2 separate regions of the Pan troglodytes genome follow, and region 1 is linked to region 2. The links are chromatin contacts, called in public Hi-C maps. All regions are on one chromosome and are shown on one strand. Each heading gives the region's core, a stretch centred on a gene start, on an enhancer-like site or on the middle of the called end of the contact. The rest is flanking DNA. Distances are from core to core; before and after follow the strand shown.

Evidence for each region. A called contact is a pair of places that touch in the nucleus more often than the background predicts.
Region 1: a contact with region 2 is called in a Hi-C map of stem cell-derived neural progenitor cells, with 7 times the contacts expected there. The contact joins the promoter of PPP1R12A here to the enhancer-like site in region 2. A contact is called at or near these places in 1 of 7 Hi-C or Micro-C datasets (stem cell-derived neural progenitor cells) and 1 of 1 datasets of contacts at active chromatin or transcription factors (stem cell-derived excitatory neurons).

What each region holds. Positions count from the first base shown.
Region 1 is chr10:86,728,684-86,732,497 of NHGRI_mPanTro3-v2.0_pri, forward strand. It overlaps PPP1R12A (protein phosphatase 1 regulatory subunit 12A), which reads right to left and starts at 2,271. Exons shown (of 25, transcript XM_001163581.6): 1 at 1,714-2,271. The coding sequence starts at 1,950.
Region 2 is chr10:86,201,322-86,205,399 of NHGRI_mPanTro3-v2.0_pri, forward strand. The region is part of intron 9 of SYT1 (synaptotagmin 1); the gene reads left to right. Among named protein-coding and RNA genes, the nearest start is that of MIR1252, 11 kb to the right of the region's middle. Within about 2 kb of position 2,355, at least 2 of the 24 cell types and tissues checked have an H3K27ac peak or open chromatin away from gene starts, as enhancers often do. A contact at or near this core is called in stem cell-derived neural progenitor cells, where this site is marked.

The sequences.
Region 1 (3,814 bases), core at 1,021-3,520, 530 kb after region 2:
AACGTGTAAAGTACACTTGAAAGAAATTTGAAGATTCATCTTATATAATCACATTATCATTTTTAATGCCAAAAGTTTCCTTCATTCTCAACACCATGGTTTTAAAATCTTAAGAGTTATGATATGCCTTAAATAAACTTCACCCAAATAAAAAGTTTGCTATGCATTAGAGAATCTAAATTAATGAAACTGAGAAAGCGCTAGACACCCTGCTATATTTTTACTGGGTGCCACATTTTTAATTCCATATTTGTCCTGCAATGTGTCAATCATTTCAATGTATCCAGTCAACTTTGTAAACAAAGGCTATACTCCATGTCTGATATGAGAATTCCATTACATAAAATTTAAAATGGTCATCACTCCCTTAAACAGTAAGCAGGACAAGGAAAAATGTCACTACACACCTTTTTTAAAAAGGCGTCAAGTTAATATTCATGAAATATAAAGCCTTGAGTTTCAACCTCCCAAACAAGTTTTTACTACAACATTACTCAAAATAAGGCTATGCATCTTCCACACACAACCAAGGCAACTTTGAGATAGCTTACAAGTCTTTTCATTGTTAAGGGGAAGCTATTGCTGCAAAGTCATTTTCTATTACAATTATTCCAAGTTGCCCGCTAAAAAAATAGAAAAAGCCTATGTTTTGTCACCTATTACCATCACTTAAAAATTGCTTTTTATGCATAACTCTACGTGGTTGTGTTGCTTTTGGCCTGTTAAAGGCAAGGCAACATTATCTCTGGATTGCCAATAGTTTCTCCTTATTTGGCTAACATTGAGAGATCCCAATCAGACTACTATAAAACTTTAATATGCACAAAGCATCCATTTTGAGAAAAGTTTGTGACCAGCTTTCTTTTTTCCCACCCCCAAAAGAAAAACCAGAGCTTGGTAACCGGCTTTGAAAAGAGTGTCCCCTATTTATTCTTCTCTTTCTAACACCAGTGCACACCCCAGGACCTGGGGCTCAAGGATCTCTGACACTGCGGCAAACTTCGGGTATCAGACTCAACACGTTCCGGTCCGGAGGTGGGCAAGCCCTTTAGAGGGCTTCTTTACTCTACCCACTTCCATCCCCTTCCTTTCAGCCGGTGCAGATCAGCTAATTACACCCTGTTTTCCCCTCCCCAGTGACCAAGAGTAATAAATGAGAAAACAGGAAATCGTTCGTTCAGGGCACTCAGCTTAGGGCTCTAGATTACTATTATTATCATCATTTATAATCAAGTCCTAAAAAGTGCAACAAATCCAATGCCCACCTACAAGTCAAAGATGTTCATCTGCCTAACCGTCCCTAATGCCCCTTGTTAGTTTTCTTCCTTCAGCATCCACCCCTCCGAATATACCACTGACACCGGGGCCCAGGCACAACCCCACTACACCCCTCCTTGTCTCGACCCCAAATCCCAGACTTATCCACGAATGGCCCTGGGGCCCCAAGACGACCACAGTTCCTTTTCCCCTATGCCCCGGAAATCACCCGGTTCCCAACTCCACCAGCAACTGTTCTGAAGGGGGGCCTCAAGCCCAGCGCCCTCCCTTCCACCAGCTCTCCCTCCCGCCCTTTGGGGAAACCGCCCCCTCATCCCGCAGCAGGGAGTCTCCCGCCGCCCCCAGCCTCAAGAGGTGGAGAACTGAGGGCAGGCCCGAGCAGGAGGCCGACGAGAACCCTCACGGTCAGGAGAGCCGGCGGCGGGGCGCACAGACCTGGTGCAGGGCAGTGAGTCCGTCCACATTGGCGTAATTGATGTCGGCGCCGCGGTGCAGCAGCTTGAGGACCTCGTCCGTGTCGCCGCTGGAGCAAGCAGCCAGGAAGACGGCGCCATCGTCGAACTTCACCTTGGTCTTCTGGCGCTTCACCACCGGAGGCTCGAGGTCCGTCTCGGAGCCGATCCAGCGTTTCAGCTGCTCGTTCCGCTTCTGCTTCGCGTCCGCCATCTTCATCCCCTCTCCTGCCGCCGGGTCTTCTTATCGCGAGGGGGGGAAGGGGGAGGCGGAGAGGGAAGAGAGGGGAGGCAGGGGGTGTGTGAATGTTTCTATGAGTGCGGGCCAGAGGAGGGCTGGGAACCCGGAGCCGACGCTCGAGACTTCCAGTATCCCACAGAGCACTGGGGCGGCGCACCCGGCCGAGCGGACCTCCCTTCCTACCACAGAAGCCCTCCCGCCCCCAGCACGGCCACCCGTCACCGGCGGCCAATCTAACGTAACTTCGCGAGATCCGGACTGGGAGGCGCCCTTCGACCAGTGCGCATGCGCCCTGGGACTGCGCCCGCCCCAGGAAGAGCGCTCCCGCGAACTGCGGCGGGGGTGGCTGGGCCACCGGAGGGAAGAGGGTGTGGCCCAGGCAGCGGGGGCTGGGACGGACCTGGAAAGGAGGAAGCGGGGAAGGAAGGTTGTCCTGTCGGGCTGGGGGCTCCCGGGAATCCGGAGGCCAGCAGTGGAACCGCAAGGCTCTACAGGGCAGATCTGCCTCCCGGGCTGTCTCAGCTACGCCGAGTCGTTGGCTCAGGGCGGAGGATTTTCCCATTGGCTGCGTTATTTGAATGGAATGGGGGATAGGTCGTGAAGTAGGTGCTGCTGGTTGCTCTTTCTAAGGAACTCAGATGAACTTGGACATGTCAGAATTAATAACCTTTTAAAAGTGGGGTCTGTGTAGCCGAGGGTTTTAATGGTAAGTTCTTGAGGTGACCACCTATTGACAAGGGTTGACCTGCTGTAATTGCGGTGGCTTCCTGCCAACCCCCACTTTAGAAATGTTTTTCTTCCTCTCTTTACTTGTTTTGTTTTGCTTTCTCTCACGCTTGGGTTCTCGTCTTTCTTCCTTCAGTGCTTTAAGCCTGTCTCGTACTACCCATGAGCTTAGCTCAGCCTGATTACTGGTCCTTACCTTTTAAGGGATTTCTGGTTACAGTTCCATCTCTTTCCAAGGAGGGGTAAAGACCTAGCTGCGTCTAGCATTTAAACGGAACGTTAATGAAGGCAATTAATTCAACCACTATTTATTGAATACGTACTATGAGCCAGTAACTGTACTAGGCACTGAAGATACAATGAAAAATATGACATTTATTTGAACCACCTCTTGAGTTCACTCGCCCAAACAAGACTAATTTATCATCGTCATAAAAAAAAGACTTTAACTTTGCCTTGTATGACCACACGCGCACACACATAGGATTTGTAATACTGATGTCTTATGAGCCATCTATCAACAATCTCCACCAATTGATTTTACTGAACACTGCATTGTTACCATCCACTACTATTTTTAGAGCATTTAGAAAAGCCAAGATAAAAACCACAAAACCTTACCATGGAAGTTTAGGGGTCATCTAGACAGAGTCCCTCTAGAACTAATTAATTTACTTAATTTTACCCAGAAGTAGGATTAGAATTCACTCAGCAAATACTATGCACCTGTTCTGGGTCAGGCATTGTTCTAGGTGCTGGAGATAGAGCAGTGAACAAATAAGCTTTTCTTACTCTCAGCATGATGCCTTTTCCAGTGGACTACTTCACAGCCTATCATATTGAGAAATAAAATAATTGAGTAAAACATGATTAGGAAACTGTCTGCCTGTGAGACAATTTTCTGAACCACAATTATTAGGATAGCGATAGAATCCAGGTCAGGGTAAAAATATTTCCTCTGAAAACATTGTAGGAATAGAAAATGAATGTAATATTCATAAGATGTACCATTGTATCATTGTATGTTCATTACATACATTAAAGATAACATTAGACCTTTGAATACTCATGGTGTTAGGTATTGAAAAACATTGTTAGCACTAAAATACAAAATCCC
Region 2 (4,078 bases), core at 1,105-3,604:
GCTCCTCTATCCTTAGTATGTTGGCCTCTGTTTCCATGATTGTCTCCTCATGGTGCAATTGAAGACAGTGGCTGTCCCAACCAAGTTTTTCCTCTTTACCAGTAAAGCAAAGGGTTTCTCAGAAATCCCACTCAGACTTTCCTTAGATCTTATTAACTGGAGAGTCAAAGGGCCACTTTTATCTAAAAGACTAAATGAGAACTAATGGGACAAGATCATCATGGCTGGCTTTTAAGTACAAGAATGACATAGGAAAGTAATGGTTTAAAAAAATTAATATGGAAATGAAAGAGGAGAAAGGGAGTCAGTAAGACCAAGTGGAGCATTGCTAATATAATTCTGTCATAAGAACAAGAAGGTCTAGGTAATGGATCCTCTTATGATGGCTTAGTTTGTAATACCTTTCATGAAAGAAAAAACATTATGGACAGGTGGTCAGATACTTCCTAAACAACAATCACAAGTTGCACTGCACTGTGGTGACTGGTATGTCTGTAGCTGCAGGTTAAGCACTATCTCAAGCATAGAGGTGACCCTTGGGGCAAGATAGTGCCTCTGAGCTTCTAAGGGTTACATGTTATAGGTCTGATTTCCACCTTATTCTATACACTCTCTGAAACTTCCAAAGATTCTGCTGCATAAATCAACCTCATGCCCAAGTTGGTGGCAGCAGAAATGAACCTTAACTTAGCCCAAAAGGGTTTGAAGAGAACCAAGAAATAAAGCTAGAACCAGATCCAGCACTATCATTATTCTCATGCTACTTTTTAAAGTCTTGTCCACATTATTCAGTGATAGAAAACTGATGTTAGGAACACTGAGCACCTAAGTGTCACTCACTCTGATCTCTAGTTGCTGCTTCTGATAACTTTCACCAATTAGCACAGGCTTAGAGTCAGATTATCTGGGTTTGAATACCAGTTCTGCTACTTAATAGTGGTGTAATCTTGGGGAAGTGCTTAAATTCTCTGTATTTTTCAATAAAATATTGATCACAATAGCACCTACCTCACAGAATTGTAGTGAGAAAGAAAGTGAGTTAATATTTGAAAGTCCTTGAAAAGTGTGTGGCACATGTCAGCCCTCCCGGAATGTCTGCTATTTTTATTACTGCAGCCATTATTATTCTGGTGTAGAGGTGAACTACCCTGTTTTGGAGGCCATAAAGACCTTGATTCAAATCCTGCCATTATCACTTACTATCCCTATGGCCCTGGACAAGTTAATTCATGGTTCTGAGCCTCAGTTTATTTATCTGTTAAAAAGGGATAATAATGCTTGTTTCATCAAGCTATGGCAAGTATTAAGATGGCATGTGACAGTGCTTAGCACAGGCCCTGACAAATAAGTAATTTGTATTCTTTTTTATCCTCCATGATACACTCTTTTCTCTGGGTTTATCACTAGAACTCCCCCGGGATGATCTGTTACTTATGACTAATCATACTCTGTACTTATACCACTAATATTATTTGAGTGAAACAAACTTAAATTCAGCATCAGGAACTACCTTGAAAGGAAAATAGACTCATAAGAGTAGTCTCTTCCAGTTTTGAGAAGAAAAGATGCCATCCTACAAGTATGGTAAAGGTCTTGATGAGGGAGGTAGGACCATGACAGTACCACCACGCCTTCGTCTCACTTCCCCACCACAACTGAGTGATCTAGCCACCCTCTAGAGTTGCTACCACCATTCGTTGGGAAGCCATGAAGTCAAAGAAAAGTTTGAGACCTGGGATAGTTGTCCCCATTTGTCATAACATTGGGATAGCTCTGATCGTCACATTCTCAGAAATGCAAATACTAAGCTCTGAGAAGATACAGTCTTCTTTGTGAATCACCTCCATCCCAATTTTTGACCTCACTTTTAGGTGGGATGTATCTACAGCACAGAGTCTGTGACTCTGAGATACATCAAAGACTATTTGGTGGCCCCTCCTGAAATCAGAAGAGGATGTAATTTGCTGTGGTTTTTGCAACTCTCTTACGCACAGTCCAAGCAAAGAACATTATAGTTTTAGAGTGGATGTGGCTGTCCTTACTCTGGTATACTCACAGGAGAAGGACATTGCTGTCTTCTTTCCTTCCATCTTTGATCACATCACTACTGTATTGTGACCTCTTCTTCCCAGAAGAACAACAGTTTTATCCTCTTAATCTTGTTCAAACTGCCTTCTAACACTGACCACCACCAAAAGATGTTGCTTCGAGAAGAGGCTGAATGGAGAACCTTAAATGCATGGGGAATATTCCTGACTCTCATTGAAATCAGTTTATCCTGGGTATTACACTTGAATTTAAAGCAAATGTATGCACAGGCAATCCTGGGTGAGCTACTCTGAACAGGAGATGGCAGTAGCAGCCAAGGATTTGGGCAGCCCTTTCTAGTCCTAACAGAGGGGATTTCCTATTGGTTCATTGTCGATTCTGGACTGCAGTTTTGCCTCACCAAAGCCAAGGTGGCTAAATAATATGCCCAAGATCCCAGACCTTGCTGAATTTCACAACTATTGAAGAATTAGAAATTGCTCAAATTGAAGGCTGAACGACCAAGTGAACACTGTGGGGAGCTTTTACTAAGTCTCACTGCAGAGGAAGGGAGGAGCCCTACAGGAAATAAACAGATATGCCCACTTAGCTTGGCATTAGTGGGTTTATTGGAAGGAGCAAGGATCGGAGATCCAGTGCACATTCTTACTGAGACTTTGAGCAAGTCATTTAGCGAGGTGATTCAGCCCATGCTCTCATGTGGATTCAGGGAATAAAGAAGTCTTCCTCACAGACTTTACAAAGGGTTCAGTAAGATAACAGCCAGGAAAACTCATTTTCTAAACTATGACATGCTATAAAAATACAAGAAGGACATTTTGGTTGGTTTTAGGTCATTTCTTTGAATTTGTCCTGGCGCCTCCAAATTTCCTAGACCACATTTTTTTCTTTCCTTTTCTTTCTTTTTTTTTTTTTCCAAGTAATATGGTCAGAAGCTGTTTGACTATGAGTCTATTATTTCTCTGATAATTATAATTTCCCGGAGAGTTATGGCACACAAATTACTTTGTAATAGCTCTAAATTCTTTGCTTTATCCTGAGTCTACAATTATGCACTTATCCATGCTCCTGTCATCTGTGGTACTGATTTATGGAACCTCTGTTCTCTGATCTCCTCATTTCTTACCTCTGCCTCCTTTAAAACTCAAGAAATGTGGCAGCAAGGTCAAATTTCTCATCGGGCCAGCATTACATTCTCAGGTGTAATCATTACCGTCTTAATAAAGCAAGCAGTTAGTTCCACAATGGTCTGTTTAATCCACTAGATAATTGCTAAGCCTTAATTATATAACCCAGCATACTGTCCCTTGCTATAATTCCAGAACCACCATGTTGTGGTTTGAAACATCTATTAATTTGGTGCAAATATTAATTAAAAATTTATTTCTAGCCAAGAATATGATGGATCAAGTGCCATGTATTAAAAAAGGAAAATATAATTAATCTTAACCAATTTCACTTCGAGCAAAAACAATGTAACTGGAAAGTTTTCTGGTAACTGCCACACACTTACAGACTTTTTTCAAAATTTGAAAAAAAGTATGTCTAAATTTTAAAGTATTGCAGTATCAGTTTGGTATTATGGTAGAGGATTTATAAGCCATGCAACTGCACAAAATTTTTGATATCGTTAATAAGGCAAAGATATATTACTTCACTTTGTTCTGCTTGTGACCTAGAGTGAATTTTATTCATATCAAAATTAGACCTTACTAGCTTCTTATACCTGAATGGCCTAGAGGTAGAGAAATGTCCAGAACAGCCTTATTAGAGAGTGGGGTGCATGACAAGACCATAATCTAAAGCCAGTTTTCAGTTTTATTATTTACTTTGCTGCCTTGATCATTTTTCTGCACTCATTTGGCTTGAAGGCATAGACATTCCCTGTTGATTATCTCGGCTTGGCAGTGGGTTTCTGCTACACATTTTGATTCCTTATATGGTAGTAGGAGAGGATTTTGTATGAGTTCCAGCGAGTTTCTCTGGGCTTGTGGAATGCAGCAAGGAAAGAATCCTACAGAGATGAAAA